Regions from separate parts of the Rattus norvegicus genome. Here region 2 is linked to region 1. Evidence: chromatin contacts called from public Hi-C data. All regions are on one chromosome and are shown on one strand. The core of a region is the stretch at or near the end of the contact, and the rest is flanking DNA. Distances in the headings are between cores, read along the strand shown. Region 1 has its middle 570 kb from the start of Robo2. Region 2 holds the start of Robo2 (roundabout guidance receptor 2).

Region 1 (4,800 bases), core at 2,141-4,640:
TATAGCAAAATGGTGCTATGATCTAGAATGAGACATGCTGGTGTTATTTTCCAAAAGAGAGATTTTGGGAAAATATATTTCAATCTTTCTTGGAAATGCTGTATGTAAGAAATCAACAAATGTCTCTTTAAAAGAATTACTATTGTTTTCTTTATTATCAATGTTAACTTCTGGGGCAGGAATTATACTAACTCATATAATATTAATTTCAAAAATAAATACATAAAATAATTAATAATTATAGAAACATTACAGAATTTAAACTAATTGCATCAAAAGTTTGTAACTGTATGGGGAAAAGTTGAAAATTTGACTATGCAAAACAATTATGATCCAAGTTGTTATCAAATTCAGAATATTTGTAACTTGTTATCATCTAGTGATAGACCCACAAATATCTCAGTATACTTAAAAAGGCTAATAAGATAAGCTATAGTAAATGTAATTTAATTGAAACAAATTAAATCGGTAAAAATATACCATTGTCTGCTTTTGAGCCTTTGAATTATTCTTGTACTAAGCACGTCCTGTAGCTCATCTGCTGAGATGCAAGCATCCCCTTTAGCCCAAATTACTTTCTTTCATTCTATTTCTTTCTCAGCATCACCCAATGGTGAGGACATTAATGAATAGAAAATATCTTGAAAATCACTCCAGTAGGACAAAATATTTTCCCAAAATAAAATTATTATTCATATTAATAATTTTAATTTCCTTGGGATAAATCAAACACATTCCTATGTTGTGGTAAAGTTATTACAGCAAAAACTTATTTTATATGACTTAAAATATCCTTGAGATATTTTTGTTTTGTATTGAGGATATCATTCTAAATAGAGAACAGTAGCTTTTAAACTTAAAACTAAGGAGAATATTGTTCTGATTATATAAAATGTTAAATAGAAATGGCAGTTCTGCATATCTCTCTGTCTCATTTAATAAAATGGATGTTATTTGTGGTTTTCTCTTAGAGTCTATAATTTCTTTTTCTCTTATTCTATCCTAATAAATCCCTACAACTGCATAGTGCTCCTCCTTCCAGAAGAAGCAAGTCAAAATAGTCATGAAGTATAGACATGAGGAAAAGGTTGAATAATCTTTAATCTTCCTTTTATTTTCTTCTCAGCAGAACTCTGGCTCATGTCATGTTGGCCTAGAAGTAGAGAAAGATAGACAAGAAGGAGACAGGGAAAAGTGTAACTTCCAAAGCTATCCAGAATTGGTCTACACCTTATGTATGAAGCCATGTTGGAACAGTTTGCCCAGTATAAATTATCAATGCATTAAATACTGCAGAAGGTGTGGACATCTTGATACACCTAGCACTCAACAGCAGCGCCACAGCAGTGGTGAGTTTTCAACCAGTAAACTTTTATGGGGGCAGCTCATATTTAAACCACAACAATGACTTAAGACCTGTACTAGAAGTCCATAAAAGAGCAAATTTCTTATAGACCCTGAAGTATCCTGCCAAAATTCATGTCCTCTTTTTCCTTGATAATCACTGTGTTCAATCATTGCTACCCACGTGCACGTGACTTGGGCAAACAATGGCTGTCAGCTGATTGATCTTTGGAACTAAATTTCCTAAGTCTAGCAGAATACTTGGTCACCTAGCAGGCTACTTTAATAACCACAGGTTAGCCCACTAAGCATATGAGTTCTTCACTTGTGAATGGAAGCAGAATATTTTTTATTGGCTTTTGAATATCCCACTTTATCTGCATTCTGAGGAAAGGGACACATTGAAAGTTGTTTGCTGTGTGTGAAAATGCTTCATTTTGTAAGTATGAAAGGGTGCTAGTCAGCTACTTATTCTGAAAGAAACAGCAGTTAGAAAAATTAAATTGCAAACTATGAAGTTATGCTGAACCACAGCCTTCATAGAAGAAAACTAGCATGCATTTTCCTACTCTGATTCCACTATGCACCTGAATGTAACACTCCAGTGACTTCTCCCTGCAAGTCTTGATGTTGAGGAAAAAGTATTTGTTCACGTTAAATGTCTGTTTATAGATAGAAAAATTTTAATCAAAACTGAGCAGTTGGTGCAAATCAATAGAAAATATGAATTTTAAATACACCATCTAGCATTTTAAGAGTTAGAATTTATTTAATTACCATTTGATATTTATGCTGAATAACATTTGCCATCAAGAAGGTTTTCAAAAGAGAAATGATAAAAACAGAAACAGTGAAGATATCTCATAAGGAGAATATATTAATTATATGCTTTTATATAATGTATTAAATAATGAATATATGTATTAAATAATGTAAAACTATTCCTCTCTAAAATTCCAAACTAAAATTATACCCAGCAGCAGTGTACATATGTTGGTTATCAAGATGCTAAATTTGAAGTGCTAAATGATAGATACGTAAGATACAGACAGAAACTAAGTGGAGATGAATTAAGGGATATGTGTCTTTGAATGTCGACTTCCTTTTTACATTTAATAAAGTAACTCTCTTGGACATGCCAAACATTATAGATTTCAAGGATGTAGCATGACCCCTGCAACATATTTTCTTCTGCTTGAAGAGACAGTTGAGGAGATCCTTCCTTTACACACACAGAATCAGTTCAGGGAGAATCCGCATGAATGCCTTGTTCCAAAAGAGTTCACATATGCCTATCAGTCAAGAAGGAAACCAGAGAACTAGATTGGAATGGGGATAAATAATTCTGCTTAGTTACACAAATATCGGTTTATTGATAGCCAAACAACATCCTTAAAAGTAGGAAGTTTGGATTTTCTGTGTGTGGGATGTTAGAGATGGAGCTTACGCCTTTGTATAAGTGAAACAAGCATTCTACCACTGAGCTATTCCCAAGCTCACTAACCTAAAATAAATACCTAAAATGGAATCGTGATAATCTTTACCTGAGATTTTGGTTTTGCTGGGATCGGGGTGGGGAACGGCAATTTGGTGGAGAATTCTCTTTACACTATCGACTTTTCTTGTTCATTGGACTAATGTCTCCATGAGTGGAAAGAATCATACACTGGAAGCAAAACAACAATCCCTGCTAGCAAAGGAGGTGACTCGTTTTTGATTCCTCATGATGTTGCCCCTAAGGAATGCTGGGAAAATGCAGAAACTCTGCTAGTAAACATAATCCATGATGGGTCTTAATTCTCCCTGCTTCTTAATAAGGTGATTGAGAAACGGAGTCTTCTAATGAGACTTCCCAAGGACAGGAAAAGGGATTGAATGCTCAAAATAAGCTCTAAGGGGTATTGAGAATATGACAGGGAGAGAAGCTGTGGTGAGAGAGAAGCTGTGGTGAGAGAGAAGGGATTCCCTCAGCTCTACAGATGCCGTCTGTAGGCCACTGCAGCTTAATATGGAAAAGGCACGTGATTGTGTAAAAGGCTCAGATGGTTAGGTCTCACCAATTCTTTTGTAAATTGTAACCACTTAGTCATGAGCTCTCTCCCTGATGCTGACCATGGGGCTTTGCTGTCCCTAATTTTATTGCACCACTCCTGCAGGAGAAAATGAAAGCAAGAAAAGCCTGTGTATTACTTTTAAGGCTTACTTGAACAAGCATGGTATTTTTCTCCTTCAAAATGGTGTTCTAAATACATTCTGAACTGGGCCTGACACTTAGACAGTCCTTAGAAGACCGCCAGACCTATTATAAAGGAATCTTGCTTTATCATAAGGAGATTTCTTTTTCTTTTTCTTTTTCTTTTTTTTCTTTTGCCAGAGGGAAGCAGTTTGGCCACTTAGCATCAAAGCTGACTTCCTTACACTCCACTAGTTCTAATTCTTAGTATATTGTAGCCTTTGGCAAAATAGCTTTGGCAAGAAACAGGGAAAGGAAATGAAGAACAAAGTCATGAGAGGTAGGGAAAGCAGCCTTTTGAACTGTCATTTATATTTTCTTAGGCTAAAATTATAACCTTTATCTATCTCTTCTCCCACGAGTTTCTATTCATCTAGTTAATGGCATGAAAAAGCTCATCACCATAAAACACTGCTTTCTTATTACATGGGTAAGTTTTTATTTTTTTTCTAGCTTCAGCACTCAACACATAAAGCAAGCAAGTTGACAAGTCAAGTTTTATTTGTTGTCCTAAGTAAGGCTGGACGGTATTTTCCCGGGATCTTGTCAGATCATTAACTTAGAGGATGAGGTGGGAGAGATGGCTTACTGTTAAAAATAATGTCATAGCAGTATTGATTCTTAGACCAGCCATGATAAAAAGAGTTAGCACAAGTTCTCACTTCTCATTAAACAGAATAGATAGAGGACTTGGCAGTGAACTTCGGCAAATAGACAGTTAGTCTGAACTGACTGGGTGCTTGCTGGCCTCTTTATTCTAGCCAGCACTGCATATTGGCCTTGATTTATCTGTTAGTTTTCCACCTTTAAAAATGTTGTTCAGCTGGAATATTCCACAATTTTAGTCAGATGATCTCAGTTAATAGGGCCAACCATCACAGCAAATAATATACAATGTAGTCGGGGTCTCCCTATTTAAATAACTCTGAATGTTATCAAGTCTAGCTAGCTCACTGCTGATAGTATTTTCTGAAAAGGCAAGTGCTGTTATTCAGGTGTACTTTTAAGAGGAAAAAAATATACTGTAAAGAAGAATTACCAAGAAGTGTAGAAAATAAGAGTTCCCGTTACAGGCAGTTTAATAAATTGCTTCAGCTCAGAAATGGGGACTACTTTACATCAACTGGAGAATTGTGGTTATTAAAATGATCTGTCAATAGAAACAAAGCTGTGTTGAGGTGATGAATCGCTTGCAGCTGCACCCTTGCTGTCTACTCAGGGAT
Region 2 (4,853 bases), core at 1,357-3,856, 570 kb after region 1:
GGGAGAAAAGGAAGATAGACATTATGTTACTGCTGCTGGTCCAGCACACTGGTTAGTTGTTTCATACACATCCAAACACCTTAGCAGGTTAATTACATTCTGTAACTAATCTTTTCGGATTCTGCCACTTCCATGGAGCAATTTAATTGTATTCTTCCCCAAGACTCTGATGTCAGAAATGGTGATAATTCTATAGTCTGATATATAGTTTTTAAACGCATTGCTATGGAAAAATCTTAGTATGACACTCAGACATACTTGGAATGCATAAACCTTTGTGTTAGGATGACACTCAGGTAGCGTAAAGGCAAACCTGTTAGAAATGAAGTGATTATTGAACCAATGATAGAAATCACCACTATGTCATTTGAAGTGACCAAATCCTAGGCTTCTACTACTTTGCAGGGAAAGAGGAACACTGCACGCAGGCACCCCTCCTGAATCCCTATCACTAGGAGAGGGACAAATGAACTCGTGTACTCCACAGCTGAAAACAGCCCCTTGGCAGGAGGTACTCTCACTCCTCTTCCGCACTGCCTTGTGTTTACAGATAGCCTTCCCTTCGAGTCTGGTCCTCAGGGTCTGTACAGCAGCTGCCAGAACCACAGTTGTCTCAAACAGACGGGCAATAATAGGCAATGTCCCAGGTAATGAATTCAAAGGAAAGTTTATGTAGCAACATGTTATCTTGATGTCTTAAATATTTGGATTAATATTCCTCAGATTCTTTATAAGCATTAAAAATGAACACTACTGCCATGCTCGGGGTATGGTGGCTCAATCCACTCTTCATAAACACTTGCCATTGATACTTAAAAAAAATAAAATCAATGTCCCTAGAAAGCTAACACCAATATGGTTTACTTTCAAAGAAGAAACACATAGTTTATTTACAATTATTAATACTTCTCATTCAAACAGCTACGAAAAAAAAAAGGGATTGGGTAATGATCTCACAAGAGCCTGATATATACAGTGAGAATATCCCAGGAAACTAACTCTGAACAAAAGACAGGAAAACCAGAGGTTGAAAACTGTCTGCTTGACAGAGTGGCACAGCCTAGCGGGAGATACCTACAGCACCTGTTCCGAGTCTCTATTGTGTTTGCCCACTGGGGACCCAGCTGAGGGCTCCCAGCTTGTAACCAGCCCAGAGAGTGGGTACTGCCTCCTTCCTGGAGCCTCGCCCAGTCTCACTTGTGATAGTTTTCTGTGATCTAAGTCCTTCATTCTGATTGCGTGCTGGGATAGCCTTCGCTGACACACAGGTGACAGACTTTGAACATCGAGATACCCAGTATCAAATCCCACTCACTGAATGCATCTTCCAGTATCAGCTACTATAGTCCTTTAGTTGAATGCCTAAGACAAAGTTTAGATACCAGAACAAATACCAAAGAGAGAATAGCCACAACCATCCTGGGTTCGTCCTTGACATTGTTTTTTAATAGTTACTCTTCTAAGCCGAGAGCCAGTCACTTATTGTAAAACTCAATTAATTAATCACAACAACAATAGGTGGATATTTCCTGTTCCACCAGCAGCAGGTTAGAAACAAAAGACTAGAACCTCTGCCCCTGAAGAGCTTGCGCATGGCCAACACACACTACCAACTACACTGTCATTTTCTTTAGAAGCCACAACAATCTCGGAAAGAAAGGGGTGTTTTAACTCACCGTCAGTCCGAATGCAGAGAAATCCAAAGAGCAATAGTAGTGTAAACATCAGAGGAGTCATTTTGACATATGAAAAAGGATCCAGGTTGTTTAAGAAACCAATCCCAGAGAGCAGAAGTACAAAAATAAGTATCAAAAAAGGAGGTAGGTCCGAAGTTTAGACTTTCCTAGAGATAAATTTAAGAGCAAAATGGTAACATCGGAAGCTTTTGGTGAAGAGGTCTGACGCGGGACACGTTAGGTGCCATCCGAATGAACCCAGGGGACTCCAGAGCCGCTGTACTTCCGCAGGCTGGCTTCCTAAATTCCCACAAATTCAGCCCAGCTGGCGGGACTATTCACGTGCGTCTAGCCCTGTCTCCTTAGACTCCATTGCATTCCAAACCCAACTTCTTTCTTCAGAAGTCAAGAAGATGATGGGGGACAAAAAAAAAAAGACCTAATTCCTAGAAAGTGTTCCACAAACTTGCCAACGCGCTGCGGAGCAACCATTGGCCTGCCCACCGAGTTTTCTCTCCCCTTGGTCTCCTCCGTAGCTGCAACACTTCGCGGAGTTTTGTTTTGTGTTGTTCTGTTTTCACTTAACTTCCATCCTAAGGATGTGTCAAAGCAGCACTTTGCGAGCCGGCCCTCTCCTCCGCAGCCTGGTCGCCTCCTTCCGAGTCTCTGGTTTCCAAAAGGAAGGAAAGGGGAAAAGCAGGACGGCTTGGGTGGAGAATGGGAACTCCTACGTGGTGAGGGAGCGAGGAGGAGGGCGAGGAGAAGAAGCAAGGGAAGAGGGAGGGGCTGAGCCGAGGCCGCGGCCACCCCGGAGGGGCCGCCCCGGAGAGATCTAGCGTCCAGCTGCTGTGGGCGAGCGCCGCCAGACCTAGGAGCTCCGGACCTGGGAGCCCTGAGGATGCTAGTGCGTGGTCCAGCCTCCAGGAGCAGTCCAGCCTCCAGCCCCTTTCCGGACAGTCACTGCTTCTGCGGCGGAGGCTGCGCTGCGTCCGCCTCCTCCAGCAGCTGCCGGGGGCTGGAAGGACTTGGAGGAGGGAAGGCGAGGAAGCAGGAGAGGAGGGGAGGAAAGAGCTGCTCCCAGTATATCCCCGGGAGGGGTTGGAGGATGGGGGCGGCCGGATCTCCACCTCCACCCGATCACCCTCCCGTGCAGGGGGCGATAGCCCGAACCGGGGTCCGCCGAGCAAGGGTAACCCGGCAAGCGATAAGTCTTAAGGGGGACGGAAATGAACCAATGTGGAGCCGCTTCGGGCTCGCTAGGACTGCGATTAGCCATCAACTCTTTCCCATTCTGGGAGCCTCCTGGGCGTCCCCCTCCCTCCTCCGGAGGGGTGAGGTGGGCTTCCAGCCTCCCGCTCTTCACGCGGCCCCGTTTAATGGGCAGGTAATTTTCTCGGTGAGTGATTTCATGGAAGCCCTTCCTAATTATTCATCGCTCCGTCTGCCGGAGCTGCACAAGAGCTTTTCTACAAAAAAAAGATGATCTTCCAGGACCCCGGGCACAGCCTCATTACCTGTTAAAAATCACACACACACACACACACACACACACACACACACACACACACACACACACACTTCACCTTTTACCAGAAGGAAGCTGGCCAACAGGGAGAGTAGGAGAGGGGTTGAAGTACCTATTGGAGCAGAAAGGTTTTGAGTACATATATCCTAGATGGTTGTAAGTGAACCCATCCACATACACACACACAGACACACACACAGACACAGACACACACAGACACACACACAGACACACACACACACACACACACACACACACACACACAACTGTGGGTGTAGGGGAGAGAGTATCTCTAACCTCTTCCGGCTTGTTTTAGCTAAGATCTATGGCTAACTACAGAATCCCCAAGAGAAAAGAGGGGGAAGGATTGGCATCCGGCTAATGTTGCTTGGATGCCTTCTGACCTCTCAACACTCACTGACCATAATTCGGGACCTTGTGATAAAAGAGTCCGGTAGAAGACTCTAGGAATGGAGGAGGTCGAGGATCAAAAGACTTGGAGGAAGTGGTTTTCTAGAGCCTTCGCTCGTTTTAGGACCTCTAAAAGGAAATTCGGAAAGTGGGCTCTGATTTAGGAGTGCTGATAACTCAACTAGGCTAACAGGAGCTCGAGCGGAATTTCAGTCCAAACACGATAAAAGGGAATACATTCCAAGCAAAAACTACGGAATGCGTGCTATTAGGACTGGAGATAGTTAAGGAAGGCCACTCTAAATCAGATACCTGCCACTGTCTAAGGTACCCTGACATGGCCATTGTGGCCGGACCCACGTGTGATCAAAAGCTTTGCTTGGTAGCTGTTTGATGATTATTCAGGTGATTATAAAAGCGCCTGACAGGGACTCACTCAGGTCCCTGAGCAAAGCTAGCCTCTGCTTGGCGAATCTTTAGTTCCCCCTACTGGAAAATATTAGGAAAGAAACTGTGTTTGAGGACACTGGAGGAGTCTTTTGTTTGCTGGGATGTGTTTTGGTGCCTCCACTGAACTTAGTTCTCCTTTGCTTATAATGAGAAATGGAATGTTTTCCCCCAAAATGGCCAACGACATTTAAGCAAGCAATTAGGAGCGTTCTCTTGGCATTCCAGAAGGCTCCTTGATGGTGGCAATAAAACTGTCGTCCGTCAAAGGACTGAACTAAGCCACACGTCTCATGAAGCATCAAGTCATTTTAAGATTTTTAAAGTACTCTCTTTAGCCATATGGCTAAAGAGTGTACGTCAAAACTGCTAAATTCTTCAAGTATTGACTCTGAATTAGCATCGTAAGGAAAAAGAAAAAATTGTTAACAAGAAACAAGTTTATGTGTTGTAATTCAGCACCACCTCAAGACAAGAGTTCTGGGTTTGGTAACGCCATGAAAGAGAAAACTCCAAAAATGTCCTGGATTAACATCTACTGCCTCTTCAGGTTGCCCTAAAATAGTTGGTGACTATTTAAAACTTGTGACTTGGACATTGTACTAGGTTTTAAGTCAATTTTTGAAAGAAAAAAAAAACTCTTTTTCTTCTACCCAAGAAATACCTCCTCTAATCTCAAACAAATTATATTGCTCTTGGATTCAAAACTTTTATCTTTCCAGCAAAAACAAGTTCCGTAATAATATTCTGCAAGAATTAGTCATCAAATAAGCTAATGAGACTTTTAATTTTAA

What was found. A called contact is a pair of places that touch in the nucleus more often than the background predicts.
Region 2: a contact with region 1 is called in a Hi-C map of the A7r5 cell line, with 6 times the contacts expected there. The contact joins the promoter of Robo2 here to the enhancer-like site in region 1. A contact is called at or near these places in 2 of 12 Hi-C or Micro-C datasets (the A7r5 cell line and the Rat2 cell line).

The regions. Positions count from the first base shown.
Region 1 is chr11:25,951,126-25,955,925 of GRCr8, forward strand. No RefSeq gene overlaps it. Among named protein-coding and RNA genes, the nearest start is that of Robo2, 570 kb to the right of the region's middle. Within about 2 kb of position 3,391, at least 3 of the 93 cell types and tissues checked have an H3K27ac peak or open chromatin away from gene starts, as enhancers often do. A contact at or near this core is called in the A7r5 cell line, where this site is marked.
Region 2 is chr11:26,523,806-26,528,658 of GRCr8, forward strand. Robo2 (roundabout guidance receptor 2) reads right to left here and starts at 2,607. Exons shown (of 28, transcript NM_032106.4): 1 at 1,677-2,607. The coding sequence starts at 1,737.